Regions from separate parts of the Sus scrofa genome. Here all the other regions are linked to region 1. Evidence: chromatin contacts called from public Hi-C, HiChIP or PLAC-seq and promoter capture Hi-C data. All regions are on one chromosome and are shown on one strand. Each heading gives the region's core, a stretch centred on a gene start, on an enhancer-like site or on the middle of the called end of the contact. The rest is flanking DNA. Distances are from core to core; before and after follow the strand shown.

Region 1 (3,112 bases), core at 345-2,844:
CTCCCATGGTCAATATTTCATTAGGAAACACTGTAATACTCTACCATTACTAAAGGTTCTAGACGCCGTCATTTACTACACCTTCAACATGGAGAAACCATCAAGGTGTCCACTTCTCCAGGTGACCTTTCCCAAACTTGTATGTGTGCCCCAAAGCTAGTTGGGAATATGCTCAGTTTTGGTGCAGTAGAAGGTTCGTGGATGTATAGTCGGAAGATCAGGGCTCCTCATGACCTGGCTCCACCACTTCTCTGTAGGACATTAAATGATGCCCTGGGTCTCCCTGAACCGAGCTCTCCTCTTCTGTGAAGGGAGATCTTGAAGTCCTGCTTCACAGACATGATATGAGAATCACATGAGACCTGAGAATCACATGTGAAATTCCTAATATATATAACCAAGCACATAGTAGGTGCTTAATAAATTGATGTCAAAGGTAGATTCTGAAATACAGATCTAGAGCTGCTAAGTTGGAAATTTTCTTTAAAGAAAAAAAAAAAAAGGTACCAGCTATGGCTTGTATCCCCACGTCTTTGTTTTCACATCTTCAATATGGGAAAAACATATGCCATATAAGTGATAAAATTAAATGAGGTAATAGTAAATAGCAATACTAAGTGATGCATAAATATAATATGTTATTATATGTCTATAAGAAGGGGGTTAGCTAGAGAGCAGTTGTCAAAACTTCCACTAACTGGTCCTTCTATCCTAATCAGACACTCACACCTCTTTGACTCTCTCTATCCTCTTCAAAGGCCCTAATCTTCAACAAACAGAAAGAAGCTAGACAAAGTCTTATAAGTTAGATTTCCTAGGTTAAAAGACAGTTTTTCCATATTAGAAATCGATGAAATCTCCCTCTAGAAGGCACCTGCAGTTTCTCATCTACATTATCTCGTTTAATTCTAGAAAAGACCCTGTCAGGCAGGCACCACTATACCTCTTTTAAGGGATGAAGAAACCAAGGATTGGAAAGATCAAGCAACTTGTCCACGGCCACACAGCCACTCTTCTCAGCGAAACAAGCTGCATTTTCTAAGACCAGCCTAGAAGAGGGACTTTGGTCCATGAATCCTCCAACTCCTGTATTTACTACCTCAATTCCTCATTCCCTAAAAGCTCATTCTCAGTGCCCTCAGAACTCTTGCTGCTGCCAGTAGATCCATAACTCTGGAGCTCAGAACTCAGACTCAGGAGCGGGAGATGGCCCTGGAGAAAACAGGGTCCTGCTCCCCTGGGTGGCTTTCCTTGACGGGCTGTCTCCCTTTCTCCCTCCTGCTATCCGAAACTTGCCTGTAGGTGGCGCCCTGATTCGCGGGGAACTTGGAGGGCGAGGACGCGGGTCACCAGCTGCCTCCCCTCAAGGCCAGTTTAAATAGTCCCTTGGCTGCAGCTCAGCACAGGAACCCTGGTAATGTGGTTGTGCCCTTCCCCCGCCCGGTCTCTCTTCCTCTCCCCACTGCCCCTCCCCTCCCCTCTCCCCCACCCCCACCCCCACCCCCCCGTGGCTGGCGCGGTGCAGGAGCTGTCTGCCTGTGCTTCCTCAGAGGTTGGGCTCGGGAGCGGATCTCCAAGCGCTCTAGGCCGAGCTTGGCGCTTCTGGGCGGTGCTTGGACCCCTGAGCCTCGGCCTGCCGACGGCCTCCCCCCACACCCCGCCCCACTCCTTCCCTGCACCCCCTGGTGCTGCAGCTGTAGCGCGGGTGGAGGGATGGAGGGGAGTGTGACCCTTGAATGCTGCGCGGGGCGGAGCAGCTTTAAAAACTTCTGAAAGGCCACGTTCAAAGCCTCCAAGGACCGAACTTGGGCCGGAAGGCGGTTTTCTTGGAGGGGCTTGCAAGGGGGCGGAGGGGGTGCACCTGCAGGGCCGGGAGCGCGCAGCCTGGGAAGAGGGTCCGGGTACCCGCGAGCCCTGAAGCCCCGGCCCCGCACTCGCCACCTAGCCTCGGCCTCCTCCGCCCCAAACCCTAGCCCCCTCGGGGGAGCGCGCAGCCCCTCCCCGGCCTTCGGCTTTCATCCTCCCCGCCGGGCGGCAGCGAGGCGGGATGGGAGCCTCCTAGGGCTGCGCATTCACCGCGGGGTCTTCCTTCCCTCCGGCCCCTCCCCAGGAACCCGAGTTTTCGCAGCAAAGTTGAATTACCGGATTTTAATTCCAATCCGCCCGAGTGGGAGATGGCTGAGGAAGGAGAATGTTTCGCGACAGAGGAAATATTCCCAATTTACCTCTTACCCCCATAAAAAGCCCTGGGGAGGGTGAGAAGGAAGGGAAAGCGGGAGGGGCCCGCGCTGGAGGAGAGGGGGCGAGAGTGGCACAGTGGCGGATAGGACGGTGGCACGGGCGGCGTCTGGAGTCGCCGCCGTCGTCGCTGTGCTCTCGGGTTGTGCCATCTGGGGTTAGATGGGGAGGGGCCGCCGCGAGCCAGGCCCGCTCTTCTCGTCCTGGGAGCGGATGCCGTCTCTCGCGGGGCCGAAAGCGAAGGGCCAAAGGGGTTTTCATTAGTACCGAATTATGAGGATCATCAGGCTCCAAAGTCCTTCCTATGGAGGCTCTTGAATGAATTAGGTAAATGATTTGCTCCACTGGTAGTTTCGGAAGAAGACACTTTTCTCAGAACTTCTGAAATGGAGCGCTTTACCCTGGGACCAAATGCCGGCAGGGCTCCTTTCAGGACGGTTTCCACTCCTTCGGTCTCGCTGGGTGCGAATCACTGAGTCGGTTAGTGGGGACACGTGGGAGAGGTAGATGTGAACTCGAACAAAGCGGTGTGACTTAGTTAAGGAAGAAAATGAGCTACTGAAAATAGAGGAGTTTAAAAATAAACTACATAAAGTTGATTATTTTGCTTGAAGTCCGTTTCCTTGATCTGAGAAAGTAAAATAAGTGAGAGTTGGGTTTTACTTTTTTTTCCAATTAGTTGTTTATTACATTTTCTCAAAGGCCTTGAAAGAATCATTATAGTAAGTTTTTAAGGACAAATGGTTGCTGGCATTACAGACAGAAAAGATGTGGCTCCAGGAGAGTTTAGTTGCAACATTAACTCTCAAATTTAGCATCAACTTTATGGATCTTTTTAAAAATAGGGACATGTTTTTATTAACTCATAACTACA
Region 2 (3,112 bases), core at 188-2,687, 720 kb before region 1:
ACATTTATTTTAGAAAAAACAAATATAAAAATTACTGATTGTTTAGGATTTGTGCTTGACTATGGAGACAGGTAGGGAAAGATATAGGTTCCAGGTAGTTCTTTATTTTTCTGGGGTTTGGGGTGGTGGTATAAAATGAGAAGTATAAGCATAAAGAAAAGTGATGGCAGAAGACCCCAGAAGAATAATTGGCATTAGAAAATGGAAAAACTGGAAGATCCATGATGTCATGAAAGCACATTAAAAAAGCAGGTTCTAGAAATTAACATGGAGAAACTAACATTGATTTTAATATAGAATAGAGCTATAGGTAACGTTCTTCCAATGTTTTTGTAATTTTGATATATCCATAAAATGTATTAAAACCAAATATGCAACAGATTTATTTTGAAAAAAACTTTTGACAGTTATAAAAATCCCTTTCAGTATCTGTTATTTGAAAAATCAAAGCAACTAAGGGAAATATGTATATATATATATATATACAATACAATACAATATATATAATATATAATTATATATATAATTATATATATAATACAATATATATAATACAATGTATATAATACAATATATAATTATATATATTGTATATGTAATACAATATATATATTATTATACATATATAGGGGTGTTTGTATGTACACACGCACACATATGTCCTTTGTATTAGAAAGTATGAAGTCCACCTACCAACACCATGACACACAGAAAGGTGTCCTTAATTTAGCTACCGTTCTACTTCTGCACCTTCCCACACCTACTCCCCACACTGACTGTAGGAGCAATGTCTCCTCTGATCCTCTAAGTCGTAATCTCCTTGAAGACAAACACTTCATCTTTTTAATCATGACACTTATTAATGTAGCTATTCAGTCAATATGTGATGAAAAGAAAGGAATGCAATCGAATGAATAACATTTGAGGAATCTATATAGTAAACATATTTCTGAAAAACAAAATTGGGAAACATAGCCCAACATATAGTCATTTAATGCTTTTGACAATTTAAAATAATTAAATCATTAAATTTGTATTTTCTATTGGGGGTTAGAACCTAATATACAAGATATGTATAAATAAAGATTGCCTTGATGAAATCAGTCACACTGAGTCAGTAACAAAAAGACTGTTGTATTCTAGAAATATAAAATAGTAATAGACTTTCGATAAAACAATAATGTCCAAGGTCACAACAGATGACTGGCCTACTTATAATCTAGACATTTATATAAAACCTAGGTATTATTCACTTTCATTTAATCCAGTTTTTTTCCAGAATTGTGAAATTCTCTCTAGATTTGCTTTCTCTCCTACTTTAATGAGAAAGTGTTTGATTTGTTCTGCTGCTCTCTCTCTTCCATCCCCACCCGTAGCCCTCTGCAACCCAAAGCCTTCTCTCAGCTGGCAAGCACAAGCCCCAGATGCCAACTGTGGAAGATATTTTATCTGCTGCATCTGGTTCCTTAGCAGATTCGACAGGCCTCTGTGCTGGCAGCTTCAGAAATGCCTTTGGGCTTGTCACATGGTGAAAACTCTCAACTGGCTGTCTGAATTGCCAACGATGCTTTGGCTCACTAGAGAGAAGGGAGAAATAGCACTTTTTGTCCATCTACTGATAACCTCTTCTATAAGTGATCAGTGGTTTTTGATCTGAAAAATATTCCCAAAGGGCAGAATGGACTTGGGGTTAAATTTCATCCTCTTGATAGAAACCTGTAAGTAGTACATAACTGAGTTTTGCTTCCTTAGCCAGAGAGGAAATCCCCAGCAATTTGGACTTCAGCATGTTTATTCTGAAACTAAATTCAGGAAGCATCAGCATTTTAGAATTGTAAGGAAAATTAAGAGTCAGCTAATCCAGTTCCCGTCATGGCGCAGCAGAAACGAATCCAACTAGGAACCATGAGTTTGCGAGTTTGAGCCCTGGCCTTACTCAGCGGGTTAAGGATGCATTGCCGTGACCTGTGGTGTATGTCACAGACACGGCTCAGATCTGGCATTGCTGTGGCTCTGGCATAGGCCGGCAGCAACAGGTCGATTAGACCCCTAGCCTAGGAACCTCCATATGCTGCTGGTGCAGCCCTAAAAGGACAAGAGACAAGAAAGAAAGAAAGAAAAAGAAAGAAAGGAAGAAAGAAACACTAGCTCAAAGAGTCAGCTAATCCACCCCCTTAATTTGTCTGATGAAAAAACTCAGGCTCTGAAAACAGAAGGAATTCAGCCAAGATACCAAGCAGGACAAAGGAAGAGATTGATCCCCGGTGAATTCTTGGGGAGGAGGAGTAAGGAAGCAAGTGAGAATAGGAAGTTTGCTCATAAATGGCAGACTGGAGAAAAGTCTTGTGGCATGGTGTAGCAGCAAAGTGGGAGATATAATTCCCGCGCTAACTCTGACACTGCTTAAGGTCACAGAGCTTGGATGTTGCAAGCTACCTAACCTCTTTTAGGCCCAAGTTCCTTTATCTTGGAAAAAAAAAAAAAAAGAGTTAATCACATATCCCAACTCGTTTGGTTGTTTTGAGGATTAAATAAGATAATGTGTAATGTATCTGACAAGGATTAAGCATATGCTCATTTTTTCTCAATAAATATTTATTGTGAATTTATCATGCCTTGGAGCCTATGCAAAACACTTGATAAATAGTGATTATTATTAATGTAGCTGATGAAACTGGTAAATGAGGACAAGCTTGTAAAATGAGGACAAGAGAGTGAATCTTCCGAGCGGTCTCCTGTTGAGCTCTGTGTAGGCAGAGAGCAAGAGCGTCTTCACATAGACCTACTGCTGTCACGCAGCTCCAATTCCCTCAGCTGCAGTGAGCTCTGGTTTCCAGCAGGGGACATCCACGGCCCAGACAAGGGAAGCCCAGGCCAGCTCAGCCCTAGGGATGATGAAGGAAAATGATGAAGTACTGAAACAAGCCTGAGATTAGCCTGTTATGATACTCATTCCATAAAGACAAGAGTTCTGGAAGGGATGAACCCCACAATTTTCTTAAGCAAGGAGCTTACAGGAATGTCAGCGAATTTCAAATTCTCTTAATCCTTTTATTTACAAGTTTAGGGCCTGAAAAAGACTTTTGTTTATGTTAATAAGGAATAATTCTTT
Region 3 (3,112 bases), core at 416-2,915, 640 kb after region 1:
GGCTGTGGGGTAGACCAGCAGCTGTAGCTCAGATTAAACCCCTAACCTGGGAACCTCCATATGCCATGGGTGTGGCCCTAAAAAGCAAAAACAATAAAAAATTTTAAAAAAATAAAAAAAATATGTTTCTGGAAGTCTTACCATAAGCTGTGTAGTTTGTACAGTTAACTGGTTCTTGTGTAGCCTCATTTATTTTTGGATCTTTACAAATATATGTAGAAAAGTTAAGGAAATATGAACCACATTCCAATATAAAACAATATTATCCAGTCTTTAACTTATACATTTATGTTTATATTTACATGTAAATAGAGGATGTTAGTTTGTCCAAGTCAACAGGTACGGGCACAGATATATTTTCGGTGTCACTAAATAAGACCTGAACATGAATTTATTATAGGAAAAGTATACTAACATCTGTTAAAACTCTAGCAGAGGGTGCTATCTTTAAAGAACATCGGTCAGTGTTTATGTACAAAGCACAAAGAAAAAATTAAAATAAAAATTGTCACCAAATTATTAAGAGAATTTTAGGTTAAAAAAAATCAGTTTCTAGAGATCTGACTGAAAACTGAAGAACAGATCTACCTAATTCCTCTCTTTATCAAAGCTAAAAATAAACTGATGAACAGCCTCAGTTTCTCATCAGTAAATAAACAGCTTACACATATAGCCCCTACTCCTGTGTTCCAGGCATTGTTCTAAGTGACTTACCTTCTACCTGTACCAGTTTATCAAAACAAACCTTTAGGTTGGTACCACTGTTATCTACATTCTTACTCATGAGAAAACAGAGTTCAAATAACTTGTCCACGGTTACAAAGTGGAGCAGGAATTTGCCCCATGACAGTGAGAGCAGAAATAAACTGATTAACAGACCTACCTAACTCCTCTCTTTATCAGAGCTAAAAATAAACTGATGAACAGATCTACCTAACTGATGAACTGCCTCAGTTTCTCATGGAGATTTAGAGGATATAAGATAGTAAGTGTAAAGTTAATGATAAATGGGTAGCATACATTGGCTATATCGTTATTAACTACTGTGTTTCCCTCTAAGTGGGCAAATTTCCGCGGTAGGGTCTATCAATCATTTAATTTAATACTAGTGCCTAGAAACAGGACCCTACATACTTCAGCATTTATGTGTTTACTGAACAAACAAACTCACCGGGAAGGAAGGAGGGAGGAAGGAAAGGAAAGAAGAAAGGTGGATAAGAAGGGGAAGCGCCAAGGAACAGTAAAATCCCAAGGAACTCACAGGATGGCCTCTGTCCGTCCCACCCCCACATCTCTCTTCACCCCCCGCCCCCGCGAGGTCCCGAGGTCATTAGAGGACACAGGTCACCGTTCCCTTCAGTCCAATCCTAGCCGGTATTGAGGTCCACAACCCACTCTCAACCCGAAATCTACCTTGCCCCCACTGGGGGCTCCTCATAGAGGATATTGTCCCACTTTGAGGTCCTCGCACTTAAGTGGCTCCTCGCTGCCGCCGGCGGCAGCTCCCCAAGGTCCAGTGGTGGCTGATATGAACCACAGGACACCGAGGAACCGGGCGGCCACTGTGTCGGGAGCAGCCGGCCTGGAGGGCCAGGCGGCCGCCATGCTGAGCACCGGGGCGTCCCCCACAACTTCCGGTTCCGCCCTCGCCCGGGAGCCGGGCGGAGTCGGACCATGGGAGGGAGGCTCTTAAAGGGACCCTGCAAGGGCTGGAGTAGAGCCTCCCTCTAGGCCTGCAGAATCAGCTCGAAGAGATTTGATTGGTCTTTCAAAGCCCGAGGAAAAAAGCTGGCTTGGAAAATCCGCTGCCCTCCATCTGCAGAAGTGCCAGCGGCGCCCGGAGATTTGATAAACATCTTACAAACATTATCTCCATTAGTCTAGTAGGATTTGGGTTGACAGATAACGAACCAGTCTCAGAGACGCTGAAAAGCATGTTGACCTTAGTTACTGAGTTAGAACAGAATTGACGTTTCCCCGATTTCAGACTCTGTGCTCTCAGGATATAATGGCCTGGCCTTTTTCTTAGAGGAGGAGCTTTTACGAATAGATCTTGAGGACGCTGTATCACAAAGATAAGCACTGCACCTTTATCTTTATCAGTAAAAGTGAAGTGAAGGAAAGGGCCTAAAAACAAGAGGAGACAAAGAGTTTAAGCCAAGTGAAAAGTTGGAGGGTTTTTTCCTCCATCTCTTCTCTGGAGGTATCTTCTATACCAAACAAAATGTGTACTTTTTTAGTGAAAATTTAATCTTTTTTCGCTAATATAAAAATACTGCGTTTGGTGCCTCTTCGCCACCGTGGGACTAAGTACTAATTGTGTTGTGTGGTGGTTCCAAATTTTCGGGAGCATTAGTATCACCTGGAGTATTTGTTGAAACGCAGAAGGTTGAGCCCGCCTCATTTTCTGATTCTGAAGATGTAGAATGGGTAGGATAATTTGCGTTTCTAATTAATTGCCTAGCTATGCTGATATTGCTGGTCTAGAGACCACACTTTGACAACCTTGAGATAACAGGAGGCGTATCGCTTTTGAATGAGAAGATATGAAACTATTTGCAATAATAACTTAGTATTGTAACTACATTTAAACACTTTCTTGGGAGCTCCTGTTGTGGCTCAGCTGTAACGAACTTGACTGGGATTCATGAGGAAGTGGGTTCAATCCCTGGCCTCACTCAGTGGGTTAAGAATCCGGCATTGCCTTGACCTGTGGTGTAGGTGGAAGACACAACTCAGATTCAGCATTGTTGTGCCGTAGGTTAGCAGCTACAGCTTCAATTCCACCCCTAGCCTGGGAACCTCCATGTGCCACAGGTGTGGCCCTAAAATGACAAAAAAAAATTTTTTTTTTCTTAAACCAATTTTGCAACATTAACTGTGCTATTTTAAAAATTAAAACGTTTATACTTAAAGATTTAAGGGTAAATTTAGTGGTTCAATTTTGCGGGGGGTCTTTTTTCTTTTTTTTTTTTTTTTTTTGTCTTTTTAGGGCCGCACCAGAGGCATATGGAGGTTCCCAGGCTAGGGATCGAATCGGAGCTGTAGCCGACAGCCTACACCAGAGCCACAGCAACGCCAGATCCGAGCTGCGTCTGTGACCTACACCACA
Region 4 (3,112 bases), core at 224-2,723, 540 kb after region 1:
GGAAGAATAAAATACGTAGGCATTGAGTCATTGCCCAAAAATACATGAATAGTACCTAGTGCATAGCATTCACATTAATCAATCAGCAATAGTATTTGTAATTTGTCTTCTTACATTATTAGTAGTAGTAGTATTTTCCCATCTCTTCTGGAACTTTCCTCATGCTAAGTTTGTTCTGGTTGTTCACATTATCTTCTTACTTTTGTATTACCTCATTTGATGACAGAGGTCACAATTTTTAAAACACTAGATCCAGTCTGATCTGTGCTTAGTGATCCATAAATAACTGTCAAATGAGTGGATGAAATTCCCTCTATCTCTTTCTAGAACTGGGTAGAGAGTAAGCTGACAGCAAAGTTCTTCAAAGGCTTCCCATAACACTTGGAATAAAATCTAGATGCCTTATCGTGGGGAACAGGGGCCCACAAGCCCTGACTTCTGCCTACCTTTCCAATCTCAGCTGCAACCAGTTTCCCTCCCGTACACAGCTTGGGCCACCACCCTTGCTTGGAATGCTCTTCCTCCAGAACTGTGCATGGCTCACTCCTTCCAGTCCTTCAACTCTCAGCACAAAGAGCTGGTCTTCCTAGGGACCTTCTCTGACCACTTGCCTATTCATTGTCTATCTCCTTACCCTGCAATATTTTTTCTCAAAGCACTATCACTGTCAGAAATTACATGACGATGGGTCACCTTGCTATACAGTAGAAAATTGACAGAACGCAGTAAACCAGCTATAATGGAAAAAATAGAAATCATTATTAAAACAATCAGAAGTCCTTTAAAAAAAAAAAAAGAAAGAAAGAAATTACATGATGTATTTCCGAGTTTACAAATTTGTGGTTCCTCTCCCCCGCTTACCACATGTGAGCTCCCGAGGGCAGGAGCTTAGTCTGTTGGTGTCCAGACCTGAGTCACCACACCACTGAATGCATCAAAAAAATGAAGTATCTCTTTTCATTTTCCTAGGAAAATATACATATAAAAACTCTCCAAATTGTTTCTATAGGACCATAGCCTCCAAAATACAACAACTCTTCCCCCACCCACCCATTTTTGCTTGCAGCACGGAATTTAATGTTTCACCACAGAATGGCAGGCAGAAGGAAACCCAACGATGCTAACTGTATGGAAAATGAAGACACGGCCAATAGGAGGTCTCCCAAAGCCCCCATTTTAATAGGTTTCCTCCACATTTCACTTCCTCACCGTGAGTCTGGCCCTTGTAAGTTGCTTCCTTTGTGCTTAAAAAGTAGTGTGTTAACTCCTGTTCTCAAAGCCAGCAAACATGGATTTTCTTCAGTTTTCACATGATCTGGCTCAAAACAGCAGGAAACTTGAATGTTTCGTTTGGCGTCTTTCACTGCCTGAGAACAGAACTGCAAACAAGAGAGGTGTCTCCGTTTGCCCAGGCGGTCCTGGCGCTGGAGAGGAAGGCCGGAGCCGTGTCCTCCACGATGCTGTCCCCACACAGTGACCTCGCTTGACTCCCGTGGGATTGAGCAAAGGAGGGACCCGGGAGGCGCCCTCCTGCATGGGAAGGGGTGAGCCCGGCTGTGCGTGCGAGGGGCTCTGCTGGCGTCGGCTGGAGCGTTTTGACCCGCGAGTCTCTCCAAAGAGCCAAACAATGCTGGCTGTTCCTGGCAAGGCCGGGCCTGGCTTACTCAGATTCGTGTTTTAGGAGAGGTGCTTTGGGGTAACAGAACTGGCTCCATTTCCACCATGACCACATCAGCCCTGGTTTCCGCTGTGCAAAAACAAAATTCTCAAAAATGTTACCATACCAAATCATATGCGGCTTTTGTTTTATAAACATCTTTTTTTTTTAAAAAAAGTCTGTGGAAACTGTGATAAAGACCCATACCCTATCCAGTTGTTTTCCAGCGAGCCAACTCAACTTGGGAGACGCTATCTCAGCATGAGGTCCCGTTCTTCTTCTCAATACTTCGACTCCATGTGGTCCGGGGTGTAGCCATGAATCCTCAGCCCCTCATCTTGGAACCATGGGCTTCTTTCTGCTTCTGAAAAAGGATGTTTCAGAAGGACTTACGGAGCACCAGTGACCTTGACCGCCAGTCAAGGGCATGTTCTCTTGAGGATCTCAGTTCGGCAGGAGAAGGGAGAGACGCCCCTGTAAAGAATGCCATGCATGGAGGGCCCACATTAGTTGGGAAGGAAGAAAAAAGTCTATGGAATCTGCAGCTGATGCTGCCAAGTTTCTCAGTGAAAGAGAAGGCAGGACCATCTTAATAACCATCTTACTGGTTGGGTGTGGGCTTCACGGTGTCTGGGCAGCTAGGTCTCAGCAGGCTGTGTTCAGCCAAAGTAACCACAGACCTCTCCTCGGCCTGCTGAGGATGGCTGTTGCATCAGACAGGGTCTAGTCAGGAAAGTGGAAACCAAGCTAGGTATTTCAAACAGAAGGGACTTAATTCGGAGAATTTGTTACAGAAATGATGGGAAGTTGAGGGGGCAAAAAAGGGGGAAGCGGAAGTAGCCCAAGTATTCGTAACTGCAGAAAGCAGCTGGGAGCCAAATTAGGGGAACAAGTGAGAAGAGAGAGGGTTAGAAGAGGCCCTGCCTACCTGCTGCTGATCAGACCTCCAGAAGGATGTGGCTGGCTGGTGTTGGCACATCTACGAGAGAACAGCACACTGGAGTGCCACGTAAAACCGGGGGCTAAAGCCATCGCTCTACTTTGTGGCTGTTCCTGCTGCAGTGAGGCCAACACTAGAAATAGAAAAGGCCCCTTCTACTTAATTCTGTCTTCCAATCTCCCTCTGGTTCTTCCCATTGCCAGTCCATCAGCTAATAGGAAACCAACTGGCAAAAGTTTCTGAGAAGCACAGCTTACAGACCCTGACCCAGCAGCACAGAGCAGAACATAGAGGGGACGGTTTGGGAGTTGAAAGACAAGAGACAACCATATCAGAGGAAATGGGTAATGGGGGGAGATGGGGCTGAAACTTTTGGCCTCAAAAAAGAGTCTGGCCCACTGGAGGGCCAATACGTGTTGGTGCTTGTACCTCTGGCAGGAATGAGGGATTCCTCTGGTAGGAAAAGACCGGGCATTTCTTTTCCTCTTTGTTGGCTATCACTGGCAGTTGCTGAG

What was found. Promoter capture Hi-C pulls out the DNA fragments that hold promoters and counts their contacts. A called contact is a pair of places that touch in the nucleus more often than the background predicts. HiChIP or PLAC-seq counts read pairs in DNA pulled down with a chosen protein or histone mark.
Region 2: a Hi-C map of subcutaneous adipose tissue shows a contact between it and region 1, with 2.7 times the contacts expected there. The contact joins two enhancer-like sites. A contact is called at or near these places in 12 of 47 Hi-C or Micro-C datasets (brain, embryonic fibroblasts, epiblast stem cells and 7 more) and 2 of 2 datasets of contacts at active chromatin or transcription factors (alveolar macrophages and skeletal muscle).
Region 3: a promoter capture Hi-C map of fetal skeletal muscle shows a contact between it and region 1, with 4 times the contacts expected there. The contact joins the promoter of TM2D1 here to the enhancer-like site in region 1. A contact is called at or near these places in 4 of 5 promoter capture datasets (fetal liver, fetal skeletal muscle and liver), 8 of 47 Hi-C or Micro-C datasets (embryonic fibroblasts, heart right ventricle, liver and 3 more) and 1 of 2 datasets of contacts at active chromatin or transcription factors (skeletal muscle).
Region 4: a contact with region 1 is called in an H3K27ac HiChIP or PLAC-seq map of skeletal muscle. The contact joins two enhancer-like sites. A contact is called at or near these places in 2 of 2 datasets of contacts at active chromatin or transcription factors (alveolar macrophages and skeletal muscle).

The regions. Positions count from the first base shown.
Region 1 is chr6:151,250,428-151,253,539 of Sscrofa11.1, reverse strand. LOC106507659 (a long non-coding RNA gene) reads right to left here. Exons shown (of 2, transcript XR_002345466.1): 2 at 2,134-2,866. Among named protein-coding and RNA genes, the nearest start is that of NFIA, 22 kb to the right of the region's middle. Within about 2 kb of position 1,594, at least 41 of the 83 cell types and tissues checked have an H3K27ac peak or open chromatin away from gene starts, as enhancers often do. A contact at or near this core is called in fetal liver, fetal skeletal muscle, liver and 3 more, where this site is marked.
Region 2 is chr6:151,967,631-151,970,742 of Sscrofa11.1, reverse strand. No RefSeq gene overlaps it. Among named protein-coding and RNA genes, the nearest start is that of C6H1orf87, 210 kb to the left of the region's middle. Within about 2 kb of position 1,437, at least 6 of the 83 cell types and tissues checked have an H3K27ac peak or open chromatin away from gene starts, as enhancers often do. A contact at or near this core is called in subcutaneous adipose tissue, where this site is marked.
Region 3 is chr6:150,613,864-150,616,975 of Sscrofa11.1, reverse strand. TM2D1 (TM2 domain-containing protein 1) reads right to left here and starts at 1,665. Exons shown (of 7, transcript XM_013988894.2): 1 at 1,448-1,665; 2 at 142-215. The coding sequence starts at 1,605.
Region 4 is chr6:150,715,037-150,718,148 of Sscrofa11.1, reverse strand. No RefSeq gene overlaps it. Among named protein-coding and RNA genes, the nearest start is that of TM2D1, 100 kb to the right of the region's middle. Within about 2 kb of position 1,473, at least 7 of the 83 cell types and tissues checked have an H3K27ac peak or open chromatin away from gene starts, as enhancers often do. A contact at or near this core is called in skeletal muscle, where this site is marked.